Regions from separate parts of the Mus musculus genome. Here regions 2 and 3 are each linked to region 1. Evidence: chromatin contacts called from public Hi-C data. All regions are on one chromosome and are shown on one strand. The core of a region is the stretch at or near the end of the contact, and the rest is flanking DNA. Distances in the headings are between cores, read along the strand shown.

What was found. A called contact is a pair of places that touch in the nucleus more often than the background predicts.
Region 2: a Hi-C map of bone marrow-derived macrophages shows a contact between it and region 1, with 3 times the contacts expected there. The contact joins two enhancer-like sites. A contact is called at or near these places in 1 of 39 promoter capture datasets (the C10 cell line), 6 of 484 Hi-C or Micro-C datasets (the C10 cell line, bone marrow-derived macrophages, erythroblasts and 2 more), 2 of 115 datasets of contacts at active chromatin or transcription factors (both in bone marrow-derived macrophages) and 1 of 9 other capture datasets (pancreatic islet).
Region 3: a Hi-C map of bone marrow-derived macrophages shows a contact between it and region 1, with 3 times the contacts expected there. The contact joins two enhancer-like sites. A contact is called at or near these places in 13 of 484 Hi-C or Micro-C datasets (the HPC-5 cell line, bone marrow-derived dendritic cells, bone marrow-derived macrophages and 8 more), 3 of 115 datasets of contacts at active chromatin or transcription factors (the 230-238 cell line, bone marrow-derived dendritic cells and bone marrow-derived macrophages) and 1 of 9 other capture datasets (adipose tissue).

What each region holds. Positions count from the first base shown.
Region 1 is chr13:76,688,973-76,692,202 of GRCm38.p6, forward strand. The region is part of intron 3 of Mctp1 (multiple C2 domains, transmembrane 1); the gene reads left to right. Among named protein-coding and RNA genes, the nearest start is that of Gm24519, 86 kb to the left of the region's middle. Within about 2 kb of position 1,364, at least 3 of the 459 cell types and tissues checked have an H3K27ac peak or open chromatin away from gene starts, as enhancers often do. A contact at or near this core is called in bone marrow-derived macrophages, where this site is marked.
Region 2 is chr13:76,589,924-76,593,159 of GRCm38.p6, forward strand. All of the region lies in intron 1 of Mctp1 (multiple C2 domains, transmembrane 1), which reads left to right. Among named protein-coding and RNA genes, the nearest start is that of Gm24519, 13 kb to the right of the region's middle. Within about 2 kb of position 1,503, at least 34 of the 459 cell types and tissues checked have an H3K27ac peak or open chromatin away from gene starts, as enhancers often do. A contact at or near this core is called in bone marrow-derived macrophages, where this site is marked.
Region 3 is chr13:76,564,590-76,567,885 of GRCm38.p6, forward strand. All of the region lies in intron 1 of Mctp1 (multiple C2 domains, transmembrane 1), which reads left to right. Among named protein-coding and RNA genes, the nearest start is that of Gm24519, 38 kb to the right of the region's middle. Within about 2 kb of position 1,587, at least 4 of the 459 cell types and tissues checked have an H3K27ac peak or open chromatin away from gene starts, as enhancers often do. A contact at or near this core is called in bone marrow-derived macrophages, where this site is marked.

The sequences.
Region 1 (3,230 bases), core at 114-2,613:
TGGGAGCCACAGGTTATGAGGGCTGTGGCTTTCTCTTCTCACCTTAGGATAGATTCACCCAATAGTATAAAGTTTTCCCAAAATTCGGAATCCCTTTCACAAAAATGTCACTTCCCCTGTTGTGTCCAAAGCTTCTATTTAACCAAATATTATGAATATATGTATATCATCTTTGCGCAAAACAATAGATAGCATTGTGTTAATGTTGAATTAGTAGATTCACAGACTAGTGCTTAATCTTAGTTCAGATTTCAAGTTCAAAGTAGCAGAACTCACTGATCTGGCAGTTTACTTCTTGAAATGTGTATAGAGGATGCCACATGTGTGCACTGACCAAAATCTAGCAGTATTGATACCTGTTAACACAAGTGACATCCCATTTTCTCTGCCTACCAGCTCTGGCCTACTGTCCATGGTTGTATCTAAAGGCCATTATTCTGAGAAAGTTCCTGAGGCTCCTTTGGCAGTAGATGATAAAGATAAGTACTTAAGAAACAAACAACAGCAAGAAAGCCCAACAAGACTACTTTGCTTTTAATGAAACTTAGCACTTCCTCTTCAAGCAAGATGACTTTAACTGAGGTCACCAACCCCCACGTAAAAAGCCAGAAGTGGCTATATGCATTTGTAACCTCGGTTCATGGGGATGAAGATAGGCAGAACTCCAGAGATCACTGGCAAACCAAACTAGTCAAAACATCAAGTTTCAGGTCCCATGGAGAAAAAAAAAACATATCTCACATATATATATATACACATATATATATATGTATATGTATATATATACATACATACATACACACACATATATATATTTATATTTATGTGAATGGACAGAATAAATACCTATGCACATACATATGTACATACATGTATACATACATATAGTAGAGAGAAATTAAAGAATATACTGCCTGATGTCAACCTTTGGCCTCTGCAGATACATATATGGGTATGTGCACCACATATGCACACACATACACACACACACACACACACACACACACACAAGTAAGTATGCATCCAGTAGTTTAGCAAAAAGCTAAAATAATAAAATAAATAAAATAAAATTAAGAAAAATAAAAAAGGAAAGAAAGTTAAGCTCTTTAATGGTATAAAAAAGGCCCATGCCTTGTAATAAATGAGATCTGGCAAGTACATAATGAGGAATCTTCTTCCTTTCTAGCTCAGGGGACCATATATGACCTGCAATGAAGTTAATGGAATCATTAGGCCTTAGAAACATTCCTGGAATTTCTCTGCTTCATGTAAACAAACAATAGTTTGAACTTGCTCCTAGTGGGCATTGGGACAGCTCTGCATTAGATATGAAACCACTTGCCATGAGCTAAGTGAATTGTGTAATGCTTGGTACAGAATAATTTCCTTCCTGGTGACTAAACACTCCCATGCTCACAATGTTCAATATAGCCTTGAACCAAGACTCAAAACAATCAAAGATCTCTTTACATATCACACTGTAGAGTCCTGATAAAGAATCTACTTGTAGGGTTAGATATTTTTTTATCAACCTATTTTTAATAAGGGTTTTAAATGCTTTAACACCCCATTCTACCCACTGTCTAAAGATGGGGGAGAAAAGATGGTAAAAAGGACAAGGGGACATGGACCTGTTTAGAAGTACTTCTTTGGGGGTGATTCAAATCTTCATTGTCGGGATACCAAACAAGAATAGCAGTGGTGGCAAGATCCAGCAGAAACAGCCAAATCAGCACAAGTCAGTGGGAGCAACCAGAACCAGCCTGTGCACCAGAAGTACTCTGCTGTCCCTCTTTCAACCAAGTAAAGATTAACAAAGATGTGAGACCATTGAAGCATTGCAAGACTTGCTATGCAAGTACCACTTCACTGTCTGCTAGGTGCTATTTATATTCTCTCCAAACATCATGTGTCTTCCTCGTATGAGTCTGTATCACATGACACAACCAAAAACTTCTACCTCACCTACTGAAAAAGAACAAGAATCATATTGAAAGTAAGCCCAAATACAAAGACCATATGTTTCACCAGACAAGAAATTACCATTGTCCAAATGAGGGTTAAAGGAAGGTCCATAGGCAAGACAGTGGGATGGGTGGGCATGGCAGCACTTGGGAGACAGGAACAGGAGGATCACCGCAAGTTTGAGACCAAATTTGTTTACATAGTGAGCTCTAGGCTATCAAGGGCAATTACAAAGGCCTGTCTCTAAAGAACAACAAAACCCCAAAGCCTTAAAACTAGAGGAGAATACTGTACATGTTAAGTACAGAAAGCCTTACAGGATAAAAAGCTATCAGGAAACTAGTATTTGAAATGAAATCGACTGTATAATAGAGAAACTTACTATATCTACTCAAGTTATTCATTCTATAAATATAAAATAATTTAGGAGAGGTATTTATTTATTTATTGGATATTTTCTTTATTTATATTTCACCTTTCCTAGTTCCCCCCTTCCCCAGTTCACCCCTATCCCATCTCCCCTCCCCCTGCTTCTATAAGAGTGTTCCCCCACCCACCCACCCACCTTCCTACCTTCCGATTTTCCTACACTGTGGCATCGAGCCTTCACAGGACCAAGGGCCTCTCCTCCCAGTGATGTCCAACAAGGCCTTCCTCTGCTACATATGCTGCTGGAGCCATGTGTCCCTCCATGTGTACCCCTTGGTTGGTGGTTTAACCTAAAGCTCTGGGAGGTCTGGTTGGTTGATATTGTTGTTCTTCCTATGGGGTTGCAAATCCCTTCAGCTCTTTCAGTCCTTTATAAGTCCCCTTCTAAGACCTCTATTTAAAGTGAGTTGATTAATTTATTTTAGGAGTATATTTGTCTCTGTGCCCTGCAGACTTCAGAGCCCCACTCATATTTTTCTGGAGTCATTTAGTATGTGGACATCTATTGAAGTTTCAGCTTAGGCTGAAAGAAGAATTAAGCCAAATTTTATTAAAAGAAAATTATGGGATTCATATGGGCACATGTGTATGGGTGTCAAGTCCATGAATGTATACATATGACTTATGTGGCAACCAGAGGTCTTTAACTAGCATGTTGCTCATTTACTCTCCACCTTTTTAAAAACATTTTATTGATTCTTTGTGAGTTTTAAATCATGCATCCTAGCCCTCTCATCTCCTGTCCCCTCATATCTGCCCTTCACCTTTGCAACCTTCCCCCCAAATAACACACACACACACACACACAAAACTAAATAATACCAAACAAAACAGAA
Region 2 (3,236 bases), core at 253-2,752, 99 kb before region 1:
TAGAGAGAATTAACATGGTCTTTCTGAAAATGAGACTTAGCTGTAGAAGAAGTCTAGACTGGTGAGAAAAGACTGTGTGTGAGATCCCTCCTAGTGGGGTTAATAGGATGAGAAATCCATGTGGCATGGGCAGTAATACAATTCACATTCTCACTAGATAAACTGGGCTTAAATCCAGACATACCTGAGGATGTAACTAAATGTTAGACACCCTGGGTAGACCTCCAGTGCAACAGGAAGAAGAAGAAGAAGAAGAAGAAGAAGAAGAAGAAGAAGAAGAAGAAGAAGAAGAAGAAGAAGAAGAAGAAGAAGAAGAAGAAGAAGAAGAAGAAGAAGAAGAAGAAGAAGAAAAGTATACTTCCAATCTTCTGGTTCACACATACTTTGTGACCTTGAGTAATGTTGTTTTGCTGTGTTGTTTTGTTTGTTTTACATTAGCTTTCTCTACCCAAAGTGAGAATGCAAATCCTCTCTATGGAATAAACAGGATGTGTCCTCAATATCTGTACTCAGCACTCTGCCTATGATCATAATTCAAGCACACAGTAGTCTAGCAGTCTGTGGTGCCATCAATTCATGTTAGACAGTCAAGAAAAGAAAAAAGCTTGCAGTGTGCAGTGGAAATCTGACTAGCAGAGTGATCTTCTGGAACGTTGCTTACAGGATCCTGTTTGTATTTCCTTGAACGTCTGTAATTGCTTTCCTGAGTGTTTATCCAGTTAAGATTAGTAGGGTAGGACTTATTGTCCTACAGAACTGACAGGACGCTGCTTAATCCTGCTTTTGCTAGGAAGTCGGGACAGCATGGATGGTTTACTCTTGGATGGGAAGGATGAGTCCAGAAGTAAAGCATCAATCTGCTGGCTGTTCTGTCAGTAAGCACACATACACATACATACACATACACGTACACGCACATGCACACGCATATGTATACACACACACACACAAACACACATACACAAACACACAAATACACATACATACACATACACGTACACGCACATGCACACGAATATACATACACACGCACACACACAAACACACATACACAAACACACAAATACACATACATACACATACACGTACACACACATGCACACGAATATACATACACACGCACACACACAAACACACACACACACATACACAAACACACACATACACATACATACACATGCACACATACACACACACACACACACACACACACACAGAAAACTATAATGAATGCCTTCATATTAACATCTCTTGGATTTATTGACATTTCTCTGGCTTTCTAACATATGAATTAGGAGCCCAACAGAGGAGTAAAATATATAACCTCACCTCTGCCATTGCCAGATTTTAATAAAACTCTAGTCAGTGTTATGACTTATTTAAGAAAAGCTTATTTGCATAGTCATGGTGACATCATTCTGCTATTCTAGCTTTTAGAAATATTAGTCAGTATTGGCCACATTTCCAGAGAGCAAAGCTCTTGTCCACAATGCCTCTACCTCACATGCACACTTCCTTTTCAGCCCTTCCCCTCCTGGCATTCAAGGGCACAGAAGTGTTTACTCAAGAGCTTATGTGCTAGAAAATATGAGGTCACAGGTAGAACTCAGAATGGACATAATACATCCTCAAAAATAACAAAATGTAAGGAAAACTGAGTGACACTGTAATGGTCTGAAAATTGCTGAGGTAAGACCCCAGACTCAGATGGTATGCAAAGACAAAGAGTGGTTATTCTGCAAAAACAACCAGCATGCAGGGGTGAACAATTATTTGAAATGGCCTTCATGCAGGGAACTCTATTGAAGGATTATGTAATGTAAACTTTTATTGGTGGGTGCTAGGGGGTCACAGGTGGTCAGTGGTCTGCATTCCTATGTCATGAATGTTTTAACCATAGGTTGAGATAGGGCTTCCCAGTACAGATGACCCATCTTGAGATAAGATACTTCCCCATTTTTGTGGTTATCCCCAGGATGTTCTTTGCAAGAGGGTTTTATGATCTTGTTCAGGATTTTATGGTCTGTCCCTGCAGCTGATGTCGTATGGCCTAATCTCTGGGACTTATGGTCTGTTCCTGGAACTGGTGCTTTACAGCCCCATTTTTCCCCCTCAAAACAGGCCTGGTCCTTAAATGGAGACAAATGGGTTTATGTTGTCCTTTCAACACATGACAAAGTACAAGACAATCCAGGGTATGATAGAGAAGCTAGTGGTCAGCTTCTTATAGTCTTCTATAAGAAAGCACCTTTAAGCTGGGACTAGAAATATGTAGAGCTAATTTTGCTTTATCCATTATTTGGGAATTAGTTAATGAAAAAAGTTAATGAAATGGATGTGATATATCTAGCACAGTGCCTAGCACAGAAGGTGTAGTGACTGAAGTTGTTAGCCTGTGAGACTGTGGCTTACAGGCTGTAGGTACTGCCTCTGGCTCTGCCTTGGTGAGGTGTAGGTTCAGCTGAGGTTAGCTGAGGACCACCGTGGCTCTGCCTTTGTGGCTGGCTCTTACTGAGTGTTCTCTGTGCATGGATTTCTGCTTCATTCAGTATTTCTTGCAGAGATGCATACCTTGTCCCTCTCCTTTCTTGTGTTCTAGTCCCCCTTTGTTTGGCTCTGGTTCTCTGCTTCCACTGGGAGTGTATACATTCATCTGGAATTCCAACCCAACAGGCTTTCTCTTGTACATGACATTCCTGTCTCTCCAGCGATGGGTCAGACTCTGCTTTGTTCCATCCTTGGGCATCTTAACTAGTCAGGCCTTGTTCACACAGTCCCCAGCTAGGATCGAAATGAGTTTAACTTCTCCTAAGGCTTTGCAGTTCCTACTTCTTTATTTTCTCCTCCTATCTCAAACTCTAGTTTTATTTGCTTGCTTGTTTTTGTTTTTTTGAGATAAAAATCATGCTATGAAATCTAGAATGGACTAGAATACACTGTGTAGCCTAACTAGCCTCTCATGTACATTCCTCCTTCCTCAGAACACCAGTCATGAGTGCTGGGATGGAAGGCATACATCACAACACTCATCTTTGTGATTCCTGCTTGCGTGCTCACTTGCAGAGTGATGGAGTTAACACCAGATGATTTCTCAAACTATACTCCAGCTCTGCCAATTTAGCCCTGTCACCAGGCCCCTTATCTCTGGTGACTGCCTTGTGGGTAGTAGATGAGATTTCAGTCCCTTGCTCCCTGGTGAAGCATGTGTCTCGCCACTGGTCAGTGGAGCTTGGGTA
Region 3 (3,296 bases), core at 337-2,836, 120 kb before region 1:
TGGCAAACTCTACTATTTTAAAATTTATGATCTAAGGCTCCTTAGGTACAGGATGCTAAGTCCAGCTTCTAAAGAACTGACCATGAGTGATATTACCAATCAGTCCTCTTCCATCCCCAGCTCCCAGGAGCAGGACATGCACGGGGAGCTGCTATCCCCAAAGTTCTGACTCCTAAGCATTAGCCTTTGAGTCAGCCTTTACATTCCACATATAAAGGCCATGAGCTCAACATCCCTAAGTGTGCCCCTAAATGTCCTTCTCAGCCTCCTCACTAAGAGAACACTGTATGTTTTTCCATTTTGTTTTGTTTCCTCCTTAATATAATATGATGGTTCTTGCACTTGACTCCTTAACATTTTCGTTATTTAAGAAACATTTAACTAGGAAAAAAAAAGAGAAACATTTAACTATTTCTTAAACATTTTCTAAAATATTTAGTGGTGTTTCTCTAAGTCTCCACCCACCAACACCCTTACAATGAGTCCTTTTCTACTTTACTGATCTCAGGATTGAGATTGTCAAGTTACTTAGATACTCAAGGGTTTAAGCAAGAGGGTTTGTGACACTTATTCCTAAGCATCTTAGGGAGGTCGGTAGTCCCTTGCCAATGCGAATAATTAGAAGAGACACTGGCTTAGACTTTTCTGAAAATCTTAGTAAAAAGCCTCAATAACGATTGGTTGAAATCTTTGGCTTAAGGCTGTTTTTGCTGTTAAGAATAGTTTGTTGTCTGAAGAGGCTAGCAGTAAAGAACTGTCTCTTTGTGTTTTAGACCCAGCAACCTGCTTTATAGCTCAAGTTTTTTCTTTTCTTTTTCCACAATAGACAGAAAAAAAAAAAGAATCCAGAAACAAACATAAAAGTGTCCTCTTTAGGTAAATGTCTATGTTACATGTTCCCACTAAAGAGTGTTGCCAGATATAATGAGGAGCCCTTTCCTTCCAGTGTCCTGAGCTTTTTATTACTTTCTTTTGAGCCCCGGTAATCGTTGGGAACCTACAACAAAGTCCTGCTAACATCTCTGGCACTTGTGGAAAGTCTTTGCATGCCCCCCTCACTGCCTGTCCCAAAATTTTCTAAGTTCCCTAGTTTTCTGTTACAGTAGACCTCACCTCTGCTTTAGGCCTACTGCTCTGTAACAAATAACCTGTAATTTAGACTCTCAAAGCTACCATTACACTTTGCTCTTAATCTTGGGAATTAGGAGTATGTGAAAGCTTTGCCCAGAAAGCCCTCGCTCATTGTTTTCCATACAATTGAATTTAGATGGAGCCTGGAGAATGAATGTTGTGGGACAAGCTAGGAAAGCTCCTGATGTCCTGTCTAGAGTACCTCTTACATTCTCTAGTCTCTGGGATTCTCCATAAAGGTCATTTCAGTGAACAAGGTAGTAGTTGCAGAACATTGTAAGATCATGCCCTGAGAAACATGTGGCAGTGTTTCTGTCAACCTTAGTCAGAATAGAATCAAAGTTCAGCTTGGTTTCAAAGGGAAGGGGAAGACATTGATGTCATCTCTAGAGGATCATCATAAAATATCAGACCTGTTTGTAAAAACTGTAGTCATTCATGGAGGAAATTACATATGGGGAAGTATCAAGGACCTAAAGTGAGTCACGAGAGTTAGAGGTATATAGCTCATAGAAAGTACGGACCATGGAGACTGATTAGATCACTGTTGTAAGAGAAGGGTTCTGGTTTAATTCTGTCTATTTGATTTCGGCATTCCATAGAAATAAGGAAGTTCAAGATAAGTTTCTTTATAGCAGAGAAGTGGGGAGTAGTTGTGCTGATAAATAGAATTTCAGCCAGGCCTAGCTTGAGATGCAAGGAACACCTTTATATAGAGATGTCTAGGAAATAGTTTATAGTTTCTAAGTTCATCTGGATAAAGCTAAGTTTATTAGTAGATTTTGAATCCTTAATGTCCAGTTTAGAGGGCCCAGTAAGTTTCAATGTACATGTAGATGTAATTCCTATTTGGGGTAGAGATAGAGATATAGGAGTACTAACATAGGGATAGTAATTAATCCTGTAATCATGGATAGAATTTCACTATGAGAATACAAAGCAGATGTCCATTTAGGCTGAGCTGAGTATAAACAGTCTAAGCATTAGGGACTGTGTTTTTAAAACATTTTACATGGTCTTTGAAAGCAAGAAAATTTGACCAAATAAACCTTGTAATCCCATAGAACAAATGAGCAGAGTGCCCTCTGATAGGCAATTGGCCATTCTCAGATGTGTCTCTTCTATGTTTTTACCTCCCAGACACCTCACATAGAGCTTCAGATTTCCTGATTTCTTGCAAAAGAAGCAGAGCCTGAGACTGACTATGAAATAGCAGTACAGAGGGGGCAGAAAAAAAAAAAACACACCAAGGAGTGAGAAGGAGAAACTAGAGAATTAGTGAAGAATATATATAAAATACAACTTCTACTTCATTTGTCAAAGTTACTAGTATATAATTTTTTTAAAATGAGGCATCAGGCAAATGAAGCTAATTTATACTTATTACCTTTTAAAAAAAATTTTCTATAATGCAGATGAGGATCATAACAAACAGTATGAGCCAAAGTAGAGACATAATTTATGTTTATAAAATATGATTTTAAAACATGCCATCTTTTAAAAAACTATAATATTTATTTTACTTTTTTATTTATCTTTCTCTCCTGGGTTACAACCCAACTGCAGTTTCTCCCTCTTCTACCCCTATTCCCCCCCCCATTCCTTCCTCTTGGTCAGAAAAGGGCAGGCTTCCGAGGGATTTCAACTAAACAAGGTATATCAAGTTGCAATAGACTAAGTACCTTCACTTCTATTAAGGGTGGTCAACACAACCCAGTAGGAGGAAAAAGGTCCCAAAGGCAAGCAAAAGAGTCAGAGACAGCCCAACTTTGACTGGTCCCACAAGAAAACCAAGCTACACAACCATAACATATATGCAGAGGGCCTAGGTCAGCCCCATGCAGATTCCCTGCTGGTTGTTTCAGTCTCTGTGAGCCCACATGGATTCAGTTAGTTGATTCTGTGGGTTTTCTTGTGGTGTCCTTAACTGTTCTGGCTTCCGCAATCCTTCTTCCCCCTCTTCTGCAGGATTTCCCTTACTTCACCTAACGTTTGGCTGTGGGTCTCTGCACATATTCCCATCAGTTAGAAGATACCCTCTTAATACCATTGGGTTACACATTTGCTTTAAGACATCTAAACTGCTTTTTAATATGAGAGGAATGAAAGGAAGCGTGGGAGCAGCGTGGGGGATGGGAAGGAAGATGATCACAAAAATAGATGAG